Linked DNA regions of Bombyx mori: all the other regions are linked to region 1. The links are chromatin contacts, called in public Hi-C maps. All regions are on one chromosome and are shown on one strand. Each heading gives the region's core, a stretch centred on a gene start, on an enhancer-like site or on the middle of the called end of the contact. The rest is flanking DNA. Distances are from core to core; before and after follow the strand shown.

Region 1 (4,930 bases), core at 511-3,010:
GATTAATGTTTAAAACTATTTACACTTATGTACGAGTATAAAAGTATGTATGTATTTTTGTGTATATCTTTGTGCGTTTAATTTTTACTTTAATGCACCTACGGGTATTTACTCTGCACTACCTTTAGGTACCTGGTAAAGAATGCTTTAAATTGCCTAAAGTTTAGGCAACCAGCCTTTTTTTTCCTTCCCTAAGCTAAAGATAGCCTTGAGAGGCTATGTCAGCATAAGCTAACAAGTAGGTGAGCTCACGGGGCTCAAACCTGACGACATTGCTAACACTAACCCTAGCAAGAGCAGTGTTTCGCAGAATCAACCACCTGATCGGAAACGCGACCCACTGAGGAGATCGGTCAAGAAAGTCAGTTGGCTGTGTCTGTGGGTTAATTTACTCGTCGAACCCTTCGTTGCTAGCGACAGGTTCGTCTTGTTTCATACTTTTTTACCTTTAAAGTCGGCACGCATTACTGCTACCCCGCAGAAATAGGAGAGCTCTGCGCGGGTATGATACCTACCACCCGTACGGTCACACAAAACTAAGCAATAAGTGCGTAAGCATTTTCAAATTGCCTAGCTCATCTAACGTGGCAAAACAAAAACGAGAGTGCAACTACAAACAAACATTGCGTCCATGGTTGGCGACGGCTGGCGACTAGTTGTTTTGAACACGAAACTATGTGTGATGTCAGACTAAAATACACTTTACGACTCTGGGCTTAGAACGTTAAATTCTAGCGTACTGGTAATAGAAATAGCAAAACTCGATTGAATTTTAAAGCATTATCGAGCTTACGCCATTGCAATAAAGGTGAATTTATTTTTGTTGGTTGAATTTAGCGATAAATTTTCACAGCGCGGCAAGCGAACGGTCTCTGTAGACGCAGCTGCCCCCTCCCCGCATGGCGCCGCGTCCCTTCCCCGCGCGCCTTGTAAGCCCCGCGCGTGTCTCGACGACACAGAATTGAATATGTTTATTTAGACGCAATAATGCCTATTGTTTATTGTTTCTTGGAGACAGTCGACAAAACTTTTTTTTTTTTTGCAGACGAGCATACGGCCCACCTGATGGTGAGTGATTACCGTCGCTCATGGACTTCAGCAATGCCAGGAGCAGAGCCAAGCCGCTGCCTACCGCTTAATACTAATACTAAATAGTAAAAACGAGATGCCGATATCATCTTGAACAATTCCTCAGAGCACTCCCCATGGAACTTACGGTACAAAATACAGAGGAACCGAAGTCCCTCCGCAGACCCAGAGGTTCCAAACGATCAAATTACGATACTCAAATTATTTAGACCTAAAATTTCCAGAGAGTTACCGTTATTTGACACACACAGAGAACAATCACAGTGATGGAAGCGTTCTCTAGGACTCGCGCTAATTTTGGCCTAGTTGAATATCCCGTTAATACAGGTCAGTGCAGGCTTCAAGTACCCCATAGATTGATAGGATTCACTTCGGGATGTCTGCTATGCTAATGCACAAAAATGATCTATCTCCCCTTCAACAAAAGAATTTATAATTTTATACTAGATAGTGTGTATACTAAATTGAATGCACATATAAATCCATAGCAAAGCATGTAAGAAACGAATAGAACAGCTTGGAATGTGAGTGGTATAGTGTTTCTAAAGGTCTCAGAATTTAATTAGACAGAGAATTTCAGTTTGTCCTTTGATCCACGTACTATCGAACTTAATTATTATACTCATCACTAAATATTGTAATTAGTAGGTGTTAATAGATACATCATTGAACTACTACTCAATCATACGATCTTGCAGCTTTACTTTTGTAATACATTTTGACAAAGGTTAAAAAATTAACGCACATTGTCCTGTCTACATATACAAATCTTTGAATCGGGCGGTCCACGGCTTGCGCCGCCATTCTGGATATTTTGACGGGAAGGTCGATCACGTGACTCGTCGCGGCGAGGGGCGGCGTGCTTTGCGGAGTGCGGGGCGCTGGCTAGACTCTCCAGTAGTCGAGCCATCCGTCTGCTGCTTCGACTGCAGCCGGTCGCGGGGATCCACGCCCCGCCCGCGCGCGCCTTAACTCATAGCGATTACATTCTTTTTCACTCAAAAGTTGAAAAGTGAGAGAGAGATCCAAAAGTTGACTAGAGGGCAGCTCTCGAGATCAGCAGAAGAGTGCGACGGTTTTGCTACGTAACGAGGTCGTATGCGTATTTTTCGCAGAGGCGGCGCGCGGCGACGGGGCGGCGAGGAGGCGCGCGGGCCGCTCGCGCCCGGCCCGGCCGTCGCGACGGCACGCTCGGCAGACATGGTTCGATCGCGAGTGGAGTGCGTCGCGCGTGCCGGCGCGTAGCCTCATGCGTCTGCCGAGCCCCAGCAACGGTGGCGCGGAACTATCATGGACGTGGTGACGCCGCACATCACCTCCGTACTGAAGACATACCAGGCCAGCGCGCCGCGCAGCCTGCAGGGTCCGGGCGGCCGAGCCCCGCGCGGCCCCGATCCGCCGCCGCCTCCGCCACCGCCCGCCGCGCCGCCCATCCTTCTGGCCGCTGACGCCGAACTGGGTGAGCGCGGCGAGACTCGCCTCGAAGGAGAACCCATCTCCTGCTTCAGCGTCGGCGGCGAACGGCGGCTGTGCTTGCCGCAGATCCTAACTTCTGTGCTTACGGATTTCACATTAGAGCAAATAAATCGCGTGTGTGACGAATTACAAATATACTGTTCGCGCTGCACCCCGGAGCAGCTGCACGAACTGAAGTCGACAGGAGTGTTACCGAGGTCGGCGCCCTCGTGCGGACTCATCACGCAGACGGACGCAGAGCGGCTGTGCGCGGCGCTGCTGCATGCCCCGGCTGCCTCGCGTCCCCACAAGCTACCCGGCTTCCGTGTATATCACGAGTGTTTTGGAGGAGCACGGGGTGTGTGTTCACCCGAGGCGGGTCTGGTGCAGTGCTCAGAGTGCCGAGCGCTGTATGTGCCGCGCCGGTTCGTGTGCCATTCCCACGAGACGGAGAACCGCACCTGCCATTGGGGCTTTGACTCGTCCCACTGGCGTCGGTTTTTACTGGTCGCGGACGAGGAACAGGATCAGGAGAAGTGCATCGCGCTCCTGGACGATCTCGCCGCCAGAGACGAGGCTGCCGCGCTCGCTCCGCTGCCTTTGAAGCATCATCATCAGCTGCCCTTGAAAAGAAAACAGGTTAGTAATTTCACATCCTTTTTAAATCAATTTATTTATAAATAATTAATCAGCAGAAAAGTGAAATATCAATAATTTACGATCATTCAAGTTATGAATGACCCACAGTATCATTATAATTATCGTTCAAACTGTGTAGTCTAAAATGCCTAAATGATAGTAGTACACTTCAAAGAACATTGGTACAAACCAATTAGAAACATTAATGTAGTTTTCGTTGATCTTATTAGATTCCATTAAGAAATATTTCAACTGTCTTTCATATTGAATGTAGAGAATCAAGTAGAGTCATGACCGTTTGGCCATGTGATGATGAGTTAGTACCTTCCAGAACATTCGGAGACTAAATAAAGGTAGAGTAAACTAAAAAAGTGTAGCATTGAAGGTTACGGAGAGTACTTAGTGGTAGGCATTGCTGTTGTCCAAGAGCGACAGTAACCACTCACCTACAGCTCGTCCGCCTACAAGGGCAATAAAAAAAAAAGTATATTTCACGTAATGAGTGACATTGGCCTTCCGTGACTATTGTTATCGTTTGCGATCCACAACAATAATCGCGTGCCGTTAAACATTTAAACAGACACACTGAAACAGAAAATATTATGTGAGAACATGTATCTGAGTACATTGGAAAATTATTCCTTAATATCGAATCGAACTTGGACGTGTGGCGGTAGCCATCACAAGATATATAACGCAAGATATTTGAGAGATGTCTGAATCTCGCTTACGACATTTTCAAGTTGAGATCGCATATATACAAATTCCGAACAACAACATTCGGACCGTCGGTCTACCGAGCAATAACACCCGCTCGGTGGAAGATCTTCCTTTCGTCGTTTAGCCCTCCAAAGACGTAAAAATCGCCAATTCGGATATAGCAAGTTACCTTATTATTGTAACACTAACAAAATAAAAGATTTTTTCCCCTGGATTTTCGCTGGTAGCCTAAGGGGTTATTCCAGTACGCGCCAACGGGTAGTTGAGCTATGAGCTCAACCTGAGAGAAATTTGCTATCTACTAGCCTTAGCAAGGGCAGTGCTTCGCAGAATCTACCGCCGGATCGGAATCGCGACCCATTGTGAAGATCCGGCGAGAAATTCATTGGGCTGCGAACTATCAATCACTTTTAATCTTCTCATATTCATTTCAATCTTATATTCTTAAAAGAAGGTTTTTTATAGTGTCTATCTGTACTTTAATAAACAATTTATAATACTATACAAGGATGAGTAATCGAGAGAAACTGACATCTACAGTTCAACGGGAAAATCATTCATTCATCTGAAATTCATAGAGACCTTAACAAAGGGATACGACTCTCACCAAACTCGACGCTTGTAACTTGTAAGGCACAATACGGTCTGATCCATAAAATATTACCCATTGAATGGATTCAATGAACAAATAGGTGAAAGCTAGTGTTCACGTTTAGGTCATTAATCTTTCAATTGATGGTACTTCAAGTTAAACGTCCAATGTGTCTAGAAAGTTCAGTTCGTCTGAACTGGCACCTTCAAATAAAATGGATAAAACAACTTAAAAACTGGTGTCCCTTGCTGTTAAAACATTGCTCAGACTATTAGAGTGTTAAATAGAAGAACGTAATATATTTTGATGGTCCGATTATATATTTTTTTATTTAAATTCAAAATCGTCTGCCGTTTTTATAAAACACAAGTAGCGTATTGCCACTCGAAAAGCGTGTATGACACTTAATTTTTATCGGTCCGTAAAACGTCCACT
Region 2 (4,841 bases), core at 1,351-3,850, 34 kb after region 1:
GGCTCTAGTAACCACTTTACACCAGGTAGGCTGTGAGCTCGTCCACCCATCTAAGCAATAAAAAAAAAGATTCGCAAACAAGTTAGAGGTACCCCAAAAAACATGCTAAATACAAGTTTTAGCTTATTTACACCAGCACGTTAGTGAGCGTCTAAATGGTTTGTGACATGAATTTTCAGTCGATGGCACGTGCTTTCGTTAAAGGTGTTAAACATGTGTACAACTCATTTCAGTGCGAAACGATTTAAATGCGGTGATTGACACTTAGAATTTAAAGATGTAGGTACGGTATACGAAACATAAAATAAATCACAATAAAAATATTTTACTATTTTAGTCATCCGTGACCAAGGAAATGTGGAACTTAAAGTAAAGCGACCCGCAAAAGCGCTTAGTAAGCCAGCAAAATCTATGGCTCGAAAAAAAAAACAAAAAAACAAAGACAACAAATATATTTTTTTGATAGATTATTTAGCAAAGGGAAAGTCTTTTGATCCTGCGAAAACATTTTTACCAACGTACGTCAGTGGTGCGATCAAACTAGAATCGTTCCGGCTTACGCAGAAAACATATATGTAGATAAAATTATAGTTCAAGTATCTATACGTGAAGCAAAAACTTTGTATCCTTTTTTACGAAAATTGCGCGGACGGAGGAGTAAAAAATTATCCACACTTATAGAGAATATAGAGAAGAAGTGCACAATGCTATTATTTTTTTTAAATAATGCATAAAATGTACATTAAATCAATAAAGAAAACATTACACACACTACATATCATGTATTTGACGCACACACGCATGCATACATAATAGCATAAACTTTTGTTCTTGATGCTGTGGTCAAATTGAGAATAGATTAAATATTGTTTGTCTTTATTAATATTCTCTTATAGTGTTGCTTTGGCGAAATTATTGATTATAGAAGTATAAAATACAATCATAATAGTGTACAAACTTAAAATTCCAATTAATTATAGTCGAATTTCGACTACTGCGGGACCTCTAGTATTTGTTATATTCTACTGTCTATCGTGTCGAAACCATAACGTTGTGCAATCACTGTGAGGGCACCGGTTTGACAGTTGTCTAATAATAAAATTTGGCATGGTGACAAAACGAACGCCACTCACATGCGTAAATAAAAGTAAAAGAATATAATATCTATCAATAAAAATGTTAGGTATTTTTTCTTAGTAGGCAGCGCCTTGGCTCTCATTGCTGAAGTCGATGCGCGACGGTAACCACTTACCATCACAGGTAGGCCGTATGCTCGTCTGCCTAGTTGCCTACAAGGGCAATAAAAAAGATCATGATATTGATACCTCGGTCAAATTCTATTTATAACAGTTAAAGTTTAAAAATAAAATTGTATATGGAATTGGAAAATGTATATGTAATTATTCCAAATATTATTTAAAAGCCCCTAAATATAATTTAATTTCATGAATTTTCATTTGAGACTAATTTTCTAAACAACCAAGTAATTTGACTCTGAAATCTATATGAGATTCTTCTGACGACACATTAACTGCATAAAATCGATTTGTAATTACATGCATTGTTTATTTACCTACTCTCGTAGGAAGGCGTATAATAATATGACCTTACAAGCAAAGTAATCCCGCGTGCTGATTTGATTGTTAGAGACAGCCATTCTACAATATTGAGACATCGAACTCGATTCCAATAAAGATAATTGTAAATAGACATGCTTTAACAAAAACTTCAAATAGAAAAAAAAAGATATTCCAAAACAAATTAATATACACTAAAAACAATAATCATCGAAATCGGTTGACGTGATATTGATTTATTGAGTAATTCATCTATTTGTCGCACACGTATTTAATGCAAATTTAAGACTTATATGGTTTTCTCATGGATACCATTATCAGAACTGGACTAAATTGAAATGGGACCATACGGGAAGCGTCAGCTTTCTAATAAAAAATCATCAAAATCGATTCACCCGGTTAAAAGCTATGACAACAAACATAAAAAAAAACTGTCGAATTGAGAACTTCCTCCTTTTTTAAAGTCGGCTATAAAGAAATTTTTTTTTTTTTTTTTCATTAACTGCTAGATTAGGTGTGTCAGGAAACTTCCGCGATCTTTGCTGTTTCTGTACCACGCACCGGCGATTCAATAATAGCGCCGCTCTACTCTTCCGCGTGCTTCACATGCAATACGCACACGTTTATAATACGTTTTTTATTCGATCTGCATTCACTCGTCCAGTTTCCATGACTCCGAGCGGCTGCGTGACGTCACGTTTCCCGCCATGTCGTTGCGCGCGCCGTCTAGCGTCTGCGGCCGCGCACTCGCCCCCCCGCGCTTCCCTCCGTCTGACAGAGAACGGCTGACCGGTGACCTTGTCGTTCCATCTCTCTCTTACCCACGAAACTTAATAAGCACGAAAGAGACGCTATGTAACCGGTACAAGAACAAGTTGTTTGTGCAAGTAAAGTTTCTTCACTTATATTTATTTAAATGTTTTCAAATTCGCTTTGTAATGTAATAATGTGGTTTAGACGTCTGTTGTTACGGCAGGGGGGTAATGACCTTGAATTGTAGTTTAGCAACACGCTCAATCTAGGTCGTTGTTACGAAGACCGCGAGCCACGCAACCAACTGTCTGTTCAATTTGGGTACTATCCTACCTGGGTACTTATGGGCTGATGTTTGTACGTATTTCAACGAAATCTGATACTTCAAGTAAACGTAAGAAGTTCTTTTTTTTTTCTATAGTCAACGCTTTTCTCCTCGTAGCTCAGTCAGAGATAAAAATGTAAAACCTTAGGTTGTTTTTTTTTTAATAAGTAAACTTAACTTACGTAACGTGCGTAATCTCTCATTTATAAATGTACATACTCGGACGTTAATATCAATGTTATTAACAACACCCTGCCGTTGTATAAACGGTGAACAAATCTATTAAATAACAAAAACCAAGATTGGGTTTAAGAAAGCGACAGTAATTGTTGAGATTATAAGAATGTTGTATTAATTAACAAAAAAAATGTCATTTATTTTACCATATTGCGTTCGTGAGTGCTTTTAATGCTTCATTCATTATGACTATTTCAAGTTCGTTACTATGTAGTTTTTTTTTTTTATTGCCCTTGTAGGCAAACGGCCCACCTGATGGTGAGTGGTTACCGTCGCCCATGGACTTCAGCAATGCCAGGTGAAGAGCCAAGCCGCTGCCTAGAAAGAAGAACCGAAAGAATTTAACTTGATTTTTAGTAGAATTTAACTTGATTTTTTGAGAATGTATGCGAATTAGGTTCAAACATGTAAGAAGAAAACCCAGTTAAACTAAAGAACTTTTTTCTTATTTGGCTTTTTGCAAAAAGCTTTAACTTGTCTCGAAGCATAAAGTAGATAAGTGAGTTCGATGGCCGCGGGGGGCGCAGCGCCTTCCTGTCAGCTGTTAGGAGGCCAACGACCTTCAGGGGGAGCACGAGCACAGGGATCCACGCCCATTAAACTCGAACATAAAAACCAGATAAAATTTTTATTTTACAATAATTTTTTTTGCTACCCGATTGACCTGTCGCGATCTTTGTCTTATATTCGACTGATTTTATTTTTAATATCACTCGAATCTTTTGATTGTGTAATCTACATAATATGTTTTTTTTGTTTTTTTGAGTTTACTATAAATTCCGTGTTTGTTGTTTACATTCCTCTGAATATTTTTTAAACAGTGTAAAATAAAAATCGTCTTACTGACTACAGTTATTAAGACCATTATAATTATACTAGTTTTTTTTTTTTTAAGCAGTATTTTAAAAGATGACTTAGGACTTGCAGTCTATAAGAGACGTACTGGTCATTTCTCAACTGATAATTTAAAAGAGAATAGGGTGGTAAAGTCGAAACAACTACTGAAGCGGTACGCAAAGGGAGGTCATAGAAAATTTTTGTTTACGGATGAGAATTTTTTTACAATTGAGCAACATTTTAACAAACAAAATGACCGTATTTATGCTCAAAGCTCTAAGGAAGCTTCCCAATTAGTCAACAGATTGCAACGTGGGCACTATCCGACTTCAGTGATGGTTTGGTGGTGTATTAGCTATGAAGGAGTGACTGAGCCATACTTTTGTGAAAAAGATATCAAAACATCGGCACAAGTGTATCAAGATACCATTCTTGAGAAGGTAGTGAAGCCCCTTAACAACACCATGTTCAATAATCAAGAATGGTCCTTCCAGCAAGACTCGGCGCCAGGTCATAAAGCTCGGTCTACGCAGTCTTGGTTGGAAACGAACGTTTCGGACTTCATCAGAGCTGAAGACTGGCCGTCGTCTAGTCCCGATCTTAATCCGCTGGATTATGATTTATGGTTAGTTTTAGAGAGTGTACGGTTTGCTCTAAACGCCATGATAATTTGTAGTCCCTAAAAAAACTCGCTAAAAACTGGATGACTGTAATCTGGCAGGGCCAAACTCAGGTGGCTAGGTGTCGAAAACCGGAATGAGAAATGAATTAAGGTCCGTGAACAGACATACTGGACCAGCCTAACGCCCACCCTGGGCTGTACGATCTAAGATGATGATGTCTGGAATAGCGTTGTCTTTATCGAACGAGTAAAAGGCCTGCGTTTTATTTACCAACGATAATCTACACAACAATATGACGTCATCGACCGGAGGAAGCGAAACCTTAGACGTAGTACATGAATCACTACATAGTATAAAACAAAGTCGCTTTCTCTGTCCCTATATCCCTATGTATGCTTAAATCTTTAAAACTACGCAACGGATTTCGATGCGGTTTTTTTTAATAGATAGAGTGATTGAAGAGGAAGGTTTATATGTTTAATAACATCC
Region 3 (4,910 bases), core at 1,571-4,070, 51 kb after region 1:
TGTGTAATGTTTTCTTTATTGATTTAAAGTATCTTTTATGCATTATTTTAAAAAAATATTAGCATTGTGCACTCCTTCTCTATATTCTCTCTATAAGTGTAAGAAATTTCATACTCCGTTCGCGCAATTTTCGTAAAAAGGGGTACAAAGTTTTTGCTTCCCGTATTAATACTATTTTGATTTATTAGTTGTCAGAATGTCGTTACATACGAAGTGAACACGACACGTATTCCCGAGCAAATAAGACGATAGAACAAAATCGCTTTATAAAGTCTAAATCCACAAAATCAGTAATTATCACAAACCCATTCATCCTGTCCGATCCGATTACTACTTGAAATCGGGCCGGCGTCTTAATATTACGCTGCCACAATCGTTCGGAATTATCAGGGCGACAATTGTTACAAAAATCATCACATTTATAGTTCTCAATTTTTTTTTATATGTCCAAACATGATATTGTAATCAACGAGTAGCCATTAGTTGTATGTAAATCGATTCTTTGGCCTATGTTCGGATAAAATTTCACGTGTGTCAATAACGTCAACGTCAAACTGTCATCGCGGAACCGATATTCGATAATTAAATTTATCGATCATTAATTCATGCTCTGTGACTAAAATTACATGATTTGGTAGTCATATACAATTACATGGCAAGCTTTGCGCTACCAGAGAATTCATCTAGAGTAGTAATTTAGTTCAAGCTGTTATTTCAGCAATGGATTTAAAGAAAATAATCTTAGTGGAGCTATTCTTTCTTGTACAGTGCTTCCCAAATTTTTTAGGCCTACGTTTCTGAAATCCCAATTATCGTTATTGTTAAAGCGCAAAAATATATATCATTTCTTTTTTTATACATATAAGAGCATTGTATAACAAAATTTGGTTAACATAAATATAATAACAATATAATATATCCAGTGATAATATATTTAGAAATATTCAAAATAAATGCTAATCAGTGCATATACCAGATATTGGTTTGACAACGACTGTTATTTATATGTCATCGGTCTTTTCTAGTCCTTGTGTATAAGTATCAGTGGTGGTTTAGTTAAAAAATTAGATTTATATAAAGAAATTAATAATCATTCTGTGAAAAAATCTACTTTAGCTGCAATACCTATATAAATTATTCGTGAAAAAGTATCCGAATATTAATCACATAAGTATACAATGAAGTACGCTACAGAGTCCACAACGTTTACCTTTAAAAACAGTAATTTAGGTTATATTATTATTATTATAAATTGTTCGAAACAGGTTGTCTTTAAAAATTATGATAATCCATCGCGTTATCATTACGTCCTCATTACGTTATCATTACACATCCTCTCGTTAGGGTAGTTATTTCTAGTAGTACATGAATACCATATCAACTAATCCGGTCATCGGTCTCGTCGAACCCGTCGCTTGCGACGAACGGCTCGGCGAGTAAATTAACCCTCAGACACAGCCCACTGAGTTTCTCGCCGGATTTTCTCAGTGGGTCGCGTTTCCGATCCGGTGGTAGATTCTGCGAAGCACGGCTCTTGCTAGGGTTCGTGTTAGCAACATCGTCAGGTTTGAGCCCCGTGAGCTCACCTACTAGTTAAGGTTACACTGATATAGTCTCTCTAGAGACTCTAGACCATCAGCTTAGGTAGGAATTAAAAAAAAGCAACTACATATTTTGACAGGACGCCAAAACGATGAAACCACCCTTGTGATTTTTCGCAGCACTCATTATTCGGGTCATGGAATCACTAATCGATAAGTAGGTCCAATTAAATACGTATGTATCTTTTGAAGTGTGTTATTTGTTATCGGCTTAAAAAATATTTAAAACAACCTTCTATTTACGTTGTAACAGTAGCTTTGTTTTTAAATTCGTACATTGTTATGATACGGATAAGGACGAGGCCAAACACAAGGTATTTATTTCTAAGTCGCTTTTAATAATTTCCTAAATCAAAGGATCAATTGATTAATATAATACAAAATTGTGAAATTTACTAATGATATTGAAGTCGTTGATGGGGTTTCTACAGATATTACTTAGAAATAAACAAATTTTATACGTATTGTGTTAGATTAGTAAGGTTATTGCAAAAAAAGAAAAATAAAATAAAAATCAACTGCATATCTAGCAAAGTATTAAATTAGTTAAGTGACATCACTCTTGTTAATAAATGTTAAAATATTTAGTAAGAAATAAAAGGCTTTCTATTTTAATTTTTTTTGCCTACCTAATCGTTGGGATTCTAAGGGCTATTCCAACTTCACGCGGAGTGGTAGGTGAGCTCACGGGCTCAACCTGAGAGGATTGCTAACACTAGCCCTAGCAAGAACAGTGCTTCGCTGAATCTACTACCGGATCGGAATCGCGACCCACTGAGAAGATCCGGCGAGAAACTCATTGGGTTATGTCTATAGGCTAGTTCGCACGTCGGAGTCGACGAGTGCGACCAAGAAAATTCTATTCTATTCTATTAAAGTCGTTCAAGAAGCCGTTCGAAAAGGATCAACAACGCCACAAGCATGTACTTTGCAAAAGCGTTCACAGTATTCAAAAACAATTTAATTTTTGAAACATCCGTTAATTTATAGGTGGCCGCTGTGCACGCATGAAGTCATAAAAATGAATTAAATCCGAAACGGACGCACGACGACCTCGACTTCACTCGTAAACACCTAAAAAAAAAGTGTAAATCGAAAACAATAAAAGCGGTCTGCCACGCCGTTCTCGATCTTGAGTCTGGCGACGACGTGAGGTCGCGACGGTGTGCGGTCCGCCGCCGCGCACCGTCGCGTCGTCCGGTAAATAAACTCGGCGTCTCGCCCGGTTGATTCGTGGTCGTGGGCGGTCATTAATATGTGCGCGCGGTCACAGGGTCGCCGCACTGGCTTCAGGAGCGCACCGGCTCGGCTCAAAATGGCGATCGAGACACGTACCCGCCGCGGATTTTATGCGTCTTCCATAGTTTCGAGTAATTTATATTCGATACGGTCGGTGGGATCCGATAGCGTTCCTATTGAAGTGTACGATGGAAGGCGCGACCGAGCCGTGTCCGGGTGCCCGTTGAGCATACTGATGCAGGTATAGGCAGTACCGCAGTTGCCATACGTGTGTGTGTACCTCTGACTGATTCTGTTTATTTCGAACTATCTGTCACGCATCGCACGGAAATAAACAAAGCCGCCAGCCGTATGAGTATTCTGTAGAGCTACTGCCTCTAACCAGGAAGTACATACCCACACCTGTTTAATAGGCACTCTATTTTTTATTACTTATTCTCCATTAACTCGGCATCCTTATAAAATTTTACTGTCAGTATTCTGTCTGATTTTAATGATCTCATTAACATAGAAATACCTAATTAGCATTGTCTTAAGACAAAATTATACTGTGTACAAGGAAGCTGACTTTAAATAATATTCTAAAAAAAACCCCTAGAATTGGGTTTTACCTCATACTTTATTTTTACGAAGCAAGATTTTCGCGAACCCGAGATGCTAATGGCAAATTATTTCAAATTCAGCGTAAGATATATTATTATGCTAAATGTTTACTGATTTTTTCCCCTATCTATTCAATGGTAGCCTAAGGACATATTCCAGCTACGCCCGGACGTGTAGGTGAGCTCACAGGTTCGATCTGAGAGAATTTGCTAACACTAGACCCTAGAGATCTCACTGAGAATATTTGGTCAGAAACTCAACATGTTGCGTCTATGGGTTAGTTCGCTCGTCGAACTCTGCGTTGTAATTTCGTTGTAACTAATTGTCGATTACAACGAAGAGTGCGACGAGGATGATGACCGGTGGTTAAGAGGCCTAAAAACACCGAGAGTGGATCCGGGGGATCCGACAAGACATGATTCGGGCGACGGCGGCTTTGAGTTGCCCCGTCGCCTGGTTTGGTTGTTGATAAATAAATAAAATAAAAATAAAAAAGCCTTTTATTTCGTACAAGTGACATAAGAAGGTGACATAAAAACAAAAATTAACGCAATTCTTAACTAATAAATAATGTATCTGTTGAATAGTATTAGGTATTATTTCACACTTGCAAGAACCCCTCCTCGGGTAAAGGCCTCCTCCAAGGATAGCCAATCTTCTCTGGATTGCGTAGTTTGTAGTTGCTACTTTTTTTATATCTTCTTCCCATCTAGTATATGGTATTACCCTCTTTCTTTTTCCTAGTGGTCCCATCCATATTGTTACCTTTTTTGGTCCATCTCTGGTCCTGAAGGCGTGCAACATGTCCAGCCCATTGCCATTTCAAAGTTAAGTCTTGAACTAGTTGGTTATTGATAAAGAGATAAAACATTTTACGTTTCGTAAACTCCCAATGCAAGGTCAGATGGCGGATGTGAGCTCAACCCGAGACCATTCACACCCGCGATTGAGGGCTAATTGTGTTTGGACTATGTCGTCTTCCTTGTGGTCTAAAAGGTTACTCGCCCTTGTATTCGTATCGAGCGATGCAACTGTGTTCAAACCCTAAAGCAGATGCCAATTTTTCTAATGTACTTAACACACGTCCACGAATGACTTTCACGATGAAGCAATAGCAGCGTGTAATAAAAATCAAACCTGCCCAAATTGTACATGCGAAATTTCTCCATTGATATAGATATTAAGTTTTATTTTTTATTTTTTATTTTTTATTGCTTAGATGGGTGGACGAGCTCACAGCCCACCTGGTGTTAAATGATTACTGAAGCCCATAGACAAGGTAAATGCCGCTATTCACCTTGAGATATGAATTCTAAGGTCTCAGTGCCGCTTCACGGCAGATAGGCGGGGTGGTAAGTATCAAAGTGGGGGGCGATATGTATCTTACGATGTCTATGAGCTCCGGTAATTGCTTAACACATAATAGAAGACGTAAGGTCTTTCCACTGTCAGATCATTTGACCATTT

What was found. Hi-C and Micro-C count contacts between places; a contact is called where the count stands out from the background.
Region 2: a Hi-C map of middle silk gland shows a contact between it and region 1, with 3 times the contacts expected there. The contact joins the enhancer-like site here to the promoter of LOC101744016 in region 1. A contact is called at or near these places in 2 of 7 Hi-C or Micro-C datasets (middle silk gland and whole pupa).
Region 3: a contact with region 1 is called in a Hi-C map of whole pupa, with 2.3 times the contacts expected there. The contact joins the enhancer-like site here to the promoter of LOC101744016 in region 1. A contact is called at or near these places in 3 of 7 Hi-C or Micro-C datasets (midgut and whole pupa).

Annotation. Positions count from the first base shown.
Region 1 is chr3:12,689,182-12,694,111 of ASM3026992v2, forward strand. It overlaps LOC101744016 (ski oncogene), which reads left to right and starts at 1,761. Exons shown (of 2, transcript XM_038020017.2): 1 at 1,761-3,183. The coding sequence starts at 2,380.
Region 2 is chr3:12,721,956-12,726,796 of ASM3026992v2, forward strand. The region is part of intron 1 of LOC101744016 (ski oncogene); the gene reads left to right. Among protein-coding and RNA genes, the nearest start is that of LOC134201823, 24 kb to the left of the region's middle. Within about 2 kb of position 2,601, at least 8 of the 8 cell types and tissues checked have open chromatin away from gene starts, as enhancers often do.
Region 3 is chr3:12,738,746-12,743,655 of ASM3026992v2, forward strand. The region is part of intron 1 of LOC101744016 (ski oncogene); the gene reads left to right. Among protein-coding and RNA genes, the nearest start is that of LOC134201827, 23 kb to the right of the region's middle. Within about 2 kb of position 2,821, at least 7 of the 8 cell types and tissues checked have open chromatin away from gene starts, as enhancers often do.